2 separate regions of the Zea mays genome follow, and region 1 is linked to region 2. Evidence: chromatin contacts called from public Hi-C data. All regions are on one chromosome and are shown on one strand. Each heading gives the region's core, a stretch centred on a gene start, on an enhancer-like site or on the middle of the called end of the contact. The rest is flanking DNA. Distances are from core to core; before and after follow the strand shown.

Region 1 (3,430 bases), core at 22-2,521, 410 kb before region 2:
TGATGTAAATATTGATTAGATTCAGCTGTGGCAATGGGTAATGAACGACTAACTTATGCTGATTGGTAATTTAACGTGAGCAGCTGTTATGACCGCTTTGTTGGAGCCCTGTGACGACCCCTTTGAATGTCCAACCACCACTAATCCGGGCACAGGGTTCACGAGACCTGAATGGCTCATTCGCTCACGGGTATGGGTAAAACAAAACAGCAGCGATTGACTGGGGCTGCCGCGAGATGAGCGTATGATGCAAAGCACGTGCATTCGCCGCATTCCGTGCACAATGCTTCCTGCCATTGCCATGTGACATGGTCAATTTGCATTTACGGCGCTTACCCATACCCATGTCAGCGGTGCGGCCGTGCAGGTGTACGGCAGTTGCTCTGCTCCACGACATCTATCGAAGTCTGCAGTAAATACTATGGTGAAAAGCTCTTCCCATTTCTGCCATAATAGCCAATAGCTATAGTCTACACTATGGTGAAAAGCTCTACTTAACCATAAGGTACACAAATCAATGGAGAACAAGATCTTTCACTCTCCATTTTACATATCATGGCTATAGTCACACGGATATTACATAACATAGTGATGTTTATCGTTTCATATCTATGTTTTAAACAAATTTTTAACTTTCATGGCAACACATGAGCACATAACTAGTAGTCAATTAAAAACCTATTTATATAATAACTCATTCGTGATACAAGCTGTACATTTAATATTTATTCTACCTCTCTCTCTTAGAGAGCCGAGTCCGTCTGTCGCCTACTCTCAGCCAGGGCTGGTTCTATGATTTTAAGGGCCCCAAGCAAACTAGCCAGTATAGACCCTTTATGCTATCTTTCTTTTTAAAATTACCGTATAATTAAAGAGATAATTGTAATAATGATATATGTATATATAGTTTGCAGAAACCATGTCTATAACACAAACTAAAAGAGCCACAAAATTTTAAAAAAACATGATTATCTCGAATAGTAACTAAGCCACGTGACTCTATGGATAATAATGATTTAGTCCTTTAAACAAATTCTCCTCTGAGGCTTCTTGATGCAAAATCATTAAGAATAATATGAAGATCAATGTTATCTAAAATATTTTTCTCAATGCTACACATTGCCAAGCTATTCAATCTTTGTTGTACCATAGTTGATAACAAACAAATTTTCAGAATTTCCAATTTTAAGAAACGTCTTTCCGTTACACCGTGACCAATCAAATTCTATTTCTTTCTAGTTGGGCCCCTTCCGGTTGGGGCCCTGGCCGTCGTGCCTCTGGCCTAGGCTCAGAGTTGGGCCTGCTCTCAGTTGGCTACTATAGTCAGTAGCTCATTTTTTATTTTCCCTTTTTCACATCACTGTAAATCTGATATGATATCTTTTACAGCCCGTCTACATCAATTTATTATACTTCTCTAAAGTGGGGATCCACAAGAAAGAAGCATCAGCCGCGAGTTGAGGAGATGCATGTGGCTTGATTTGGATTTGGTGGTGAATGCGAGATATAATTCGGGCTTAGAATCGGTCCTCTTTGCTTTATGCAAGTAGAGATTAAAATGGTAAAAAATGGAAACTTATTTGGATATCAATTTTTGGTTGATTGCGAACAAATAATATATAGAATCTGCTATACAATTTTTTATTCTTGTTTTTACCATTGAGCTTGTAAAAGTTCATGAAAAGTAAACCTTAAATTTATCATATATTTTATCAAATGATAAATATAAAATTTGAATGCAAATTTGGACGCGAATTCGAATATTTATTCGACTTTTGTTGTTGTTGTAGAGAGCGAATAATACATAAAACAATTTATGTAACATTATTACAACAGTAACATGATTGCCAAATGTATGCGGCTCGCTGCTAGTACGAGCTAGGATGGCAATCGGTCGGGTAGTACACAGATATATAGTTCGCGAATCTATACCCGCGAGACAAAACTCAACCCATACCCGTACCTATAAACGTTCGTGGGTATGGATCTATACCCATTATCCGCTCGTCCACTACAATTTTAGCATTCAACACCAAACAACAATTTTTATCACATTTCAAAACAATTATCATTTCAGCAACATCAAATAATAATTTCAGTACCAAACAATATGTCATGGATAAAAATTGAAAATGGGAATTTATGATAATATATTAAATCCGGATGACCCATATATCATATATCTATTGGGTAACGGGTATGGATACTGGATATCCATACCCGCGAAAAATTATCCACGGATACCTAATTATATTCATAAGCGTACATACAGATACTAAATTCTACTATACTCATATCTAATGAATAATTATCTGCGGCCATTTACCCATATCCATACCCATTGTCATCCCTACTACTGGCACATGGCCACATGCCAGGAGAAAAGGCTCAACAAATAGTATATCATCTACTCCAAAATGCCAGGAGAAAAGGAAAGGCGGATAAACAGAGTCCTGTGCGCAGATGCTACCCCAAAACTAACACATGCGACAAAGGCAGGAGAAATCTAGGGAGATAAAATCATTCGCCGTTGGCAATGACCAAAACTAGTCTTTGTGAAATCTGCCCCCAAGGCAACCAGCGCTATTCATTCATTCATCTAATCGAAGCTTTTTTCTGACCAGCTTTTCTGAAAATCTGGCTGTGGAGAAAATCTGAGTATCATTACGATTACGTATGGAGTAAGATAAAGTTGTTCATAAGGCTTAAGATCTAAAAAGTGACGGATTCCTACTATTACAACGACTCAATCGATTATATGTTTATGTTGATTTTGGATGGTTTTTGCCCCCAACGAATTTTATAGAAGCTGGCTGAAAAGCTGAGCGTTTGGCAGTCCGCAGCAGCTTTTGGTGGCCAGAAGCTGCCAGAAGCCGAAACAAACAGGGCCTAAGGAACCTCATTCGCGACGCATCGAGCTGTCCCCGGACAACAAATATTTCATCACAATTCGTTAGGATCTTAAATTATTTTTAGTTTAAAAATAAATATAAATAGAGTTTAATTCTAATCTGATCCGATATTTGAATTTTATAGCGTAAAACTTAAAACTTATTGTCATCAGACACCTACAACGTGTAGTGGGTCGCCAGGCCCATCGCCTGGTGGCATGGGCACGCACGTTCCTGCAACTTCCATCGCCGAAAGGGCTCTGCATCCATGGTGCACCAGCTCCTTAGTTTGAAGGAACATTTTTTATGTGTCCAGTTCGGTGGTCTGTAATCTGTTGGAGTTGATATGTTGATTAATGTGGAAACTGGGTGGTTCGAACTTTGTAGCTGTTTGGTTGGTAGCTTTAAGACTTGTTTGAAAGCGAAACCTCAGTTTTTAAAAACTGATTTATAAAATTTGAGGTGGTTCCAAACATAACAGTTTATGACTTAATTTATAGAAACTGAATTCTTAGTTTCTTAAAACAAAAGGCTAGTCT
Region 2 (3,053 bases), core at 111-2,610:
AACTTCATTTTCTATTTATATATTTTCCTTTTAACACGTTAGGCATGAACCGCTCGTATTAAATAAGAAAAAAAAATTATATTTATTTGTTTGTTTTAAATTACGCACAATATAGAAAAAAACAATTCATTTAACATATAATTGCAAAATGCATACATCAATTCATTTAACATTTAATTGCAAAATGCATATATTACTTCACAATTGTGGTATGGCATAATTTTTCATATATATTGAGACGTAATATATTGAACCACACTTACGTTGCAAGCAAACCCGCCCAGTCGTATGGACGAAGCCACGTGTGGCTTTCAACGAAAGCCACCTTTGGCTTTCAAAGAAAGGCACGGTTGGCTTTCAATGGAAGCCCCCAGCTTCCCCCTAAAGCCGCTTTGGTCTCGCCTATATATATGCAATCATTCTCTACCCAAATGTACGCTCATTGTTGTTTACTTCATCAAGTTAGGTATAGTTCGGTATGTCTCACAGGCATACGGAAGATGATTCTGATTCGAGTGATAGTGAGGACGAAACTCTTTTGCTTGTCAATCTACTTACCCTCAACATTGAGGCTCAACGCCATTACCGACGACGGTCCGGTTTACCTCGCCGCGTCATTCACAGGGATCATTTTGCTGGAGAAAACCTCATCCAGCATCACTACTTCGGCGCGAAACCAGTGTATCCAACATTGAGTTAATCTAATGATTTTTACGATGATTTTCTTTGATGGGCCACACTTGCAGTTCATCAATTGTGCAGTTTGTACTGAATGATGCATCATGGATATATTTCTTCTGATTATATACTTAATAGTAAGGTGTTCATGCTAATGCTACGAAAATCTAAAAGACAATAATTTTAATTGATATGAAGTGAATACACATTTATGTTAGTACTTTATCGCACTCCATGGTAAGATTCCAAGATATCTGCTTTGGTAGTTCGAACCAAGCACCTACTACATAGAAGAAACAAAAAAAAAACTCATGATTGTGCTACCAAACAAGTTTCCACTAAGAATGTATACACTTCCTGAAACTTACATGAATCTTGGGGAATGTGCTTGTAAACATCAACCAGTTTTTTTTTACATCAGCGAGAGGCCGGCCTGAGGCTGAGACGCCGAGACGGCCAGAAAGGAAATAATAATAATAATAATAATAATGATGATAAAAGAAAAAAAAACACCCCAGCCGATCGGGGCCGGAACGACTAGCTGCAGCTGCTGCTGGTGAAGTGATACACAGGACGGTAACTGCTGGATGATGCTGCAGTTTCAGCGCCGCTGCAATCTGGAGCCGCCTGCAGCTGCAGTCGAGCCTCTCCTCTCTACGACTTTTTCGCTTTTGTTTGCAATCGAACGCTATTTATGTGTACAGTACACCTCTACTACTAGGCTCTAGGCAAAGCAGGGAATGACAAGCGAGCCAAAGGAAAGGAACCATTCGATTCATTTCAGGCTGAGCCTGCGTCCTCCATAAAAGAACAATGTAGCTGTTGCATTTCGAGAAACCAAAGTGTTTTGGAGCTTAATTAAAATCTATATGCGGAAAATACTTGTTTGTTTTTTAGCAAAAATAAGCATTATTAGTTTCCATTATAAAATACATATATATATATATTGTAATAATAGATTAGTCTATAAGGTATAAATACGAATGTTATTTACCATAGATTTGATTAAATTCGAGTCAGTCGACACGGACACTGCTGCAGCTGCGTTCCCTTCTTTTTATCCACCGGCTGCGGCTGGCATGAAAGTTACTACTCCTAGGCCTCCTGTCCTCCTCCTACTTGGATCGAAAACAACGGCTCATCAGATACTGTAGGGATCAGAGCGCGGCCCAGCGAGCCTCGAAGCTCGCGAGTATGGCAGGCAGGGCCCAGCAGACGAGACAAAAAACAAACAGTTTCTTTTCCTGCCCCAAAGCTGGACGGGACTTGGGAGTATTTGCGTTGCATGCATGGGAATCAAATCAAATCACCACAAGCCAGCCAGCCAGCAGCCCTCCCTGCCGGCCCCCAAAGCGCCGGAGTATTTGGGTTTATCTCAAAGGATTTAATAATATTAGTAATTGTATATTATGGTGCTTCTCCTTATTTTTTTCATTGCTGCCCCTCAGTAGGATTAGTCTGTAGCAGTGATGTGTCCACCTAGGCAGACAACGACATTTCATTTAAGTAAGATCTACTTGGTGATATAGGAATGTTTGATTCGGTTTCTGACCGCCCGAATCAACTTGTGGCCGCCAAACACTTTGCTTATTTGACCGCTTCTATTAGAATCGCTTATGTGAAAATCGTCTAAATCAATGTGAATGCGGAATCCGCTGAGTCGTCACGACGAGAGGAAGCCAACACTTCCGTTTCCCAAAACACTAAGGGTCTGTTCGATTTACTACCTAACTTGTCATATTTTGGCTAACTTTTCTGTTTAAGGTTAGTTTTTTAATTCAGATGACTAACCTTAGTCAAAGTGTGACACGGTTAGCCGTGAACCAAACAGACCCTAAACCTCTCCATCCTCCTCCACACCGTAAGCCACACTATAACTAGATTCTAGTGACAGCAAAATCAAAGCACGGACACCTAGTTAGTATTATCTAATATTTGGGTCATGTTTTCTATCATAAGGGACAGCGAAGGATTTCCTCTCACCTCTGCAATGTATCCTGTCTCTCCTGATCTCCTCCCATGCTAATGCACGGATATATTTGACAGCTACGCTCTCCGTCTATTTTCATCTGCCGTTCTCACCTTTCAAAAAAACTAAACATACTGAACTTTAACAAAACATATATATTTACATAACAAATATTTATAGTATATAATCAGTACATAGGTCGTTGATTTTTTTAATAATATTATCAATTGCATATATAGATCATTGAATCTATTTTTATAATACAATTTACCTTAAGATATAAATACTGCTAGTAATTTTTATAAATCTAGTCAAGAAACTTTGATCAATATAAATACCGTAGCATCACCTAAAGAGACAGAGTGAGTAGAATGCATCAAGCCATCAACCATCAAATTCTTCTTTC

Evidence for each region. Hi-C and Micro-C count contacts between places; a contact is called where the count stands out from the background.
Region 1: a contact with region 2 is called in a Hi-C map of ear, with 1.7 times the contacts expected there. The contact joins two enhancer-like sites. A contact is called at or near these places in 2 of 25 Hi-C or Micro-C datasets (ear and tassel).

What each region holds. Positions count from the first base shown.
Region 1 is chr8:174,526,567-174,529,996 of Zm-B73-REFERENCE-NAM-5.0, reverse strand. It overlaps LOC100216799 (Phosphatidylinositol:ceramide inositolphosphotransferase 1), which reads left to right. Exons shown (of 12, transcript NM_001151884.2): 12 at 1-86. Among protein-coding and RNA genes, the nearest start is that of LOC100216799, 5.8 kb to the left of the region's middle. Within about 2 kb of position 1,271, at least 12 of the 20 cell types and tissues checked have an H3K27ac peak or open chromatin away from gene starts, as enhancers often do. A contact at or near this core is called in ear and tassel, where this site is marked.
Region 2 is chr8:174,113,013-174,116,065 of Zm-B73-REFERENCE-NAM-5.0, reverse strand. No RefSeq gene overlaps it. Among protein-coding and RNA genes, the nearest start is that of LOC100217015, 5.5 kb to the left of the region's middle. Within about 2 kb of position 1,360, at least 18 of the 20 cell types and tissues checked have an H3K27ac peak or open chromatin away from gene starts, as enhancers often do. A contact at or near this core is called in ear and tassel, where this site is marked.